2 separate regions of the Mus musculus genome follow, and region 1 is linked to region 2. Evidence: chromatin contacts called from public Hi-C data. All regions are on one chromosome and are shown on one strand. Each heading gives the region's core, a stretch centred on a gene start, on an enhancer-like site or on the middle of the called end of the contact. The rest is flanking DNA. Distances are from core to core; before and after follow the strand shown. Region 1 holds the start of Gpr182 (G protein-coupled receptor 182). Region 2 holds the start of Inhbe (inhibin beta-E).

Evidence for each region. Hi-C and Micro-C count contacts between places; a contact is called where the count stands out from the background.
Region 1: a Hi-C map of liver shows a contact between it and region 2, with 2.4 times the contacts expected there. The contact joins the promoter of Gpr182 here to the promoter of Inhbe in region 2. A contact is called at or near these places in 2 of 39 promoter capture datasets (both in liver) and 1 of 484 Hi-C or Micro-C datasets (liver).

The regions. Positions count from the first base shown.
Region 1 is chr10:127,750,543-127,753,441 of GRCm38.p6, reverse strand. It overlaps Gpr182 (G protein-coupled receptor 182), which reads left to right and starts at 1,644. Exons shown (of 2, transcript NM_007412.2): 1 at 1,644-1,842; 2 at 2,346-2,899. The coding sequence starts at 2,362.
Region 2 is chr10:127,350,512-127,353,211 of GRCm38.p6, reverse strand. It overlaps Inhbe (inhibin beta-E), which reads left to right and starts at 1,364. Exons shown (of 2, transcript NM_008382.3): 1 at 1,364-1,964; 2 at 2,201-2,700. The coding sequence starts at 1,667.

The sequences.
Region 1 (2,899 bases), core at 395-2,894, 400 kb before region 2:
CTGCAGACACACCTGCACGTGCACACGCGCGCGCACACACACACACACACACACACACACACACACACACACACACACACGAGGCGGGGGGTGGGGAGAGGGAGTGGGAAAATGAGGGAAAGAAGAAGACCCAAAAAATGTCTTGACTTTCTTTTGCTGACATCATGACCACAAGCAACTTAGGGAGGAAAAGGTTTCTTTGGCTTATGTTTCTCTAGTTCATCACTGAAGGAAGTCAGGACAGGAACTCAAACAGGGCTGGAACCTGGAGGCAGGAGCTGGTGCAGAGCAGAGGCTATGGAGGGGCGCTGCTTCCTGGCTTGTTCATCAGGACTTGCTCAGCCTGCTTTCTTATAGAACTCAGGACCACCAGCCTGGGGATGGCACCACCCACCCACCATGGGCTGAGTCCTTCCCCACTGGTCACTAATTCAGAAAATGTCTTAGAACCAGATCTTATGGAGGCATTTTCTCTGTTGAGGCTAGTTTGCGTCAGCTAGCCTGCACAACATGTGCTGAAATGCCATTGAGCTGTTCAGAGAATTTGGGGGCTGGAGAGATGGCTAAGCATCTAGGAACATTTGCTGCTCTTTCAGAGGACCTGAATTTGGTTTCCAATACCCGTATGGAGTGACTCACAACTGCCTGTAACTCTGGCTCCAGGGATCTAACACCCTCTTCTGGACTCTTAGCATACACAAGGCATACACAACACACACTTACACATTCATACACACACAAAAAACAAACAAACAAGCAAACAAACAAATAGGAAATCTTTAAAATGGCTAATATTGTTATGAGGATCTCAGTCATATCTTTAATCCCTTGCAGTTGGCACACCCTTGTCTGTACATCCTACCAAATGCAGATTCAGGTCCAGACGGTCAGCCGTGTGCCATGTGCCTGGTGTAAAACAGCCGAACTCTGGGCCCCAACATGTTGAGAAGCTCCCCACATCAGCAGACCTTTGATTCCAAAATGGAAGTTCTGGGGGTGGGGGTGGGGCAGGGGGTTGTAACCATGAAAGGGGACACATTGAAGCCCGGAGTGACTGCAGTGTGGTTTTGTCCTTGTCACTGCAGACACACACGGGAGAGAGACTCTAAGCCATCAAGAGAAATGAAAGCATGCATTTCTGTATTCATATAAGAAATTGGCCCCGGGGGCTGGAGAGACAGTTAAGAGCACTTGTTGCTCTTGCGGAGGACCTGGGTTTGGTTCCCAGCTCCCACGTGATGGCTCACAACCATCCACAGCTACAGTTGCAAGAGATCAGACTTCCTCTGACTTCCTCGGTGACCAGGCACAAATGTGTTACTTGTATGTACATGTGGGCAAAATAAACTCACACACATAAAATAAACTTTAAAAAAATAAAAACAAAGAAAAAAGAAATTTGCCATGAGATCTTGTTTTATTTGTTGTTGTTGTTGTTGTTGTTGGGTTTTTTGGTTTTTTGTTTGTTTTGTTTTTGTTTTTTTGGTTGCCCCATTTTGCAGAGGTGAGAAGAACCGAGACTTAAGGAGGCTAATCTGTACGGCTACTGAGTCTGGGTTTCAATGCTCGCAGCTTGGCCATCTCCCCACTCCCACCCCTGACACATACACACACTGTCAGTCTCTCGGATGTCCGTCCCCTTTGACTGGATTGGGAGGATACAGGAAAAACCCCAGCCCTCTCCCACAGAGCCTCAGCAAGTGACAGCTACTTCCTGCAGGCAAGCAGAGCTGCCTGGAGCCAGCAGCAGCGCCTGCTCCGCAAAGCTGCCTCTGCAGCCTCCTGGCACTAACAGCCCCATCCACAGGCTCCCCGGGACAGGTGCTCCCAAGAGAAATCCAGGTGAGTGCTGAACTCTCCCTGGGAAGATGACAGTCAGGGACTGGAGACAAATGGCTTTCCCATGGGATCCAAAGATTTTCCCAGGGGCAGCTCAGAGGTGTGAGGGGTGGGTGGGTGTCTGTCTGTGTGTCTGTGTATCCCAAACCTATGACCAAATAGCAAGGCAGAACAGGAACCCCTAATGGAGATTGCACTAAATTAGTAAAATCTCAAGAGGGAATCAGAATTAGAGACCACTGGGGATGCTAGTAAGCTGGAATTGCTGGGAAGAAACCTTGTTGGGTACAAGTAACACCAATTTTCCTACAAAATGTCTGTTCTTGGGTCAAACTAACGCAGACATAATCTGAGTCCTAAACATGCTTTTCTCACCTTCCCTCAGCCAGAGAGTTCCCCCAGGCCCCTGAGGCCTTTTAGTTGGAGGTATGGGGGCAGACAGAGGCTGCCTTCTCAGGGACTCTCTCTCTCTTTCTTCTTTTCCAACCCTCTCTTCTGTCCAACAGACCCAAGTTGGCCCTCATGTCAGTCATACCCAGCCCCAGGCCCGTCTCCACCTTGGAACCGGACAATGATTTTAGAGACATCCACAACTGGACAGAGCTGCTCCACCTCTTCAACCAGACCTTTACCGATTGCCACATAGAATTCAACGAGAACACCAAACACGTGGTCCTCTTCGTCTTCTACCTGGCCATCTTCGTGGTAGGCTTAGTAGAGAACGTCCTGGTGATATGTGTCAACTGCCGCCGTTCAGGCCGGGTGGGGATGCTGAACCTGTACATCCTCAACATGGCCATCGCAGACCTGGGCATCATCCTGTCTCTGCCTGTTTGGATGCTGGAGGTCATGCTGGAGTACACTTGGCTCTGGGGCAGCTTCTCCTGTCGCTTCATTCATTATTTCTACCTTGTCAACATGTACAGCAGCATCTTCTTCCTGACGTGCCTCAGCATTGACCGCTACGTCACCCTCACCAACACCTCTCCCTCCTGGCAGCGCCACCAGCACCGAATACGGAGGGCCGTGTGCGCAGGCGTCTGGGTCCTCTCCGCCATTA
Region 2 (2,700 bases), core at 115-2,614:
TGGGAGATAACTCAGTAGATAAAGCTATTGCTTTACAAGCGCATGGACCTGCATTAGAGTCTCCAGAGCCCAGGTAGAAATGCAATCCCAGCGTTGCAGACACTGGGACTCACTGGCCAGCCAGTGTAGTCTAATTAGTGAGTTCCAGACCAGCAAGGATGTCCTGTCTCAAAGGAGGTAGGTGGATGACGTCCCTAGGGATGGCACACAGGGCTGTGCTCCAGCTTACACATGCACACACACGAGCACACACACGTGCACACAAGCACACACATGCACACACACGAGCACGCGCGTACACACACACACACATGCGCACACATTAAAAAACAAAGTCGGGGGCTGGAGAGATGGCTCAGTGGCTAAGAGCACTGGCTGCTCTTTCAGGGGACTTGAGTTCAATTCCCAGCAACCACGTTGTGGCTCACAACCATCTGTAATGGCATCCAATGCCCTCTTCTGGTGTATCTGATTGAAGACAGTGACAGTGTACTCACATATATAAAATAAATAAATCTTTCAAACAAACAAGCAAAAATAAAACAAAGCCTGGATGACCAAGACCTGAGGCGGCTTTTCCGGCTTTGTCCCCTAGGTCCCTTAAATTTCCATTTTCCAACTACATTACCAGAAGCCTGGCACCACTCCTGGGCTGCCTCAGATTTGGCCAACTCCTACAGTACCCTAAAGGCAGTAGTTACCAGGCACAGGTGCTTCAAAGGCGCTCGCCCTTCTGCCAGCTCTGCCGGACTCTGCTCTGCTGTAAGATTGCATCACCACGAGCCCACCTGGCCGGGTTTCCCCAGACATCACAGAAGATGTCCTCATCCCTGCTCTGGCCCTCCCCCAGGTGGACTCTGGGCAGCCAGCACAGGCAGGGTCAAAAGGTAATTTCTATGTCCCGTGGCACTGCCACCTAGGCCTGATCAAGAGGACTCCATTTTTTTTTTAAACCACCCTTTCTAAAACCTAACTCGGCTTGAACGCTAGAATTATTGTTCTGACATGGAAACCCCGAGAACTAACCCACTGAAACAGCCTCATAAAACGGTTTCCGTTTTCAAGCTCGGAAGTCAGTCAGGGCATACTGAGGAGCCACCGCCCATCCCCACCTGGCTCCTATGGACTCCCTCACCTGAATCCCAGACCTTGGGAACTGACCGTGTGAAATCATCCTCTTTCTTGCATCATGCATGTCCACGTTGCACCTCCATACCCCTACCTCAAGCCACCACACCCAGATGGTGAAACTCGAGTCCCGGGGGAGCCCTCCACCCCCTGCAGGGGCCTGATGGGCAGCGCAGCTGGCCAATCCTAAGGTTCAGAGGGTAGGTCTGCTGGTTGACCGCTAGGTGAGGGATCCCAAGCAACTGGCTCTAAAGAGGCCCTGCCAGTAGTTAGTCATGAACTGTGAGGGTCACACATAGCTACCCCACCAGGCGATCTACTCTCAGTCTTCCTGAGTCCTAGGCTATTGAGGACAAGTAGCTTGGTCTGCTCTTTGTCAAGGGTAGCTGTGACACTGGTTTGCTGTTGCTGCTGCTGCTGCTGCTGCTGCTGCTGCTGCTGCTGCTGCTGCTGCTGCTTCTGTATCCTCTTTGGGAAATCAGACTCATAAAACTGCCACCCATTCGAGGTTCTCAAAGCAGAGCCATCTACCTGGAGCATGAAGCTTCCAAAAGCCCAGCTCTGGCTAATACTGCTGTGGGCATTGGTGTGGGTGCAGAGTACAAGATCTGCGTGCCCGTCCTGTGGGGGCCCAACACTGGCACCCCAAGGAGAACGCGCTCTGGTCCTGGAGCTAGCCAAGCAGCAAATCCTGGAGGGACTGCACCTAACCAGCCGTCCCAGAATAACTCGGCCTCTGCCCCAGGCAGCACTGACCAGAGCCCTCCGGAGACTGCAGCCCAAGAGCATGGTCCCTGGCAACCGAGAGAAAGTCATCAGCTTTGCTACCATCATAGGTGGGTGAGGGGAGAGAGACCGGGGACAGGAGACACAAGGAGAGGCCTGCAGGGGAGGCAGGAGGCGTGGGGTGTGGCAAGAGAAAGAGCTGGGGACACAGGCCGTCCAGGCCCTTTGCAGAGGTCTGTATGAGAGATGAGGGATGGTTGGGTAGGGTGGCCGAGTGTCAGAGAGAAGCTTTGTTCATGTTTTAATTTGCTTTTTTGTTTGTTTGTTTTTGTTTTTGTCTGAGCAGACAAATCCACTTCAACCTACCGCTCCATGCTCACCTTCCAGCTGTCCCCTCTTTGGTCCCACCACCTGTACCATGCCCGCCTCTGGCTGCATGTGCCTCCCTCTTTTCCGGGCACTCTGTACCTGAGGATCTTCCGTTGCGGCACCACTAGGTGCCGAGGATTCCGCACCTTCCTAGCTGAGCACCAAACCACTTCCTCTGGCTGGCACGCCCTGACTCTGCCCTCTAGCGGCTTGCGGAGTGAGGACTCTGGCGTCGTGAAACTCCAACTGGAATTTAGACCCCTGGACCTTAACAGCACCGCTGCGGGACTGCCACGGCTGCTCTTGGACACAGCGGGACAGCAACGTCCCTTCTTGGAACTTAAGATCCGAGCTAATGAACCTGGAGCAGGTCGGGCCAGGAGGAGGACTCCCACCTGTGAGCCTGAGACCCCCTTATGTTGTAGGCGAGACCACTATGTAGACTTCCAGGAGCTGGGGTGGCGGGATTGGATCCTG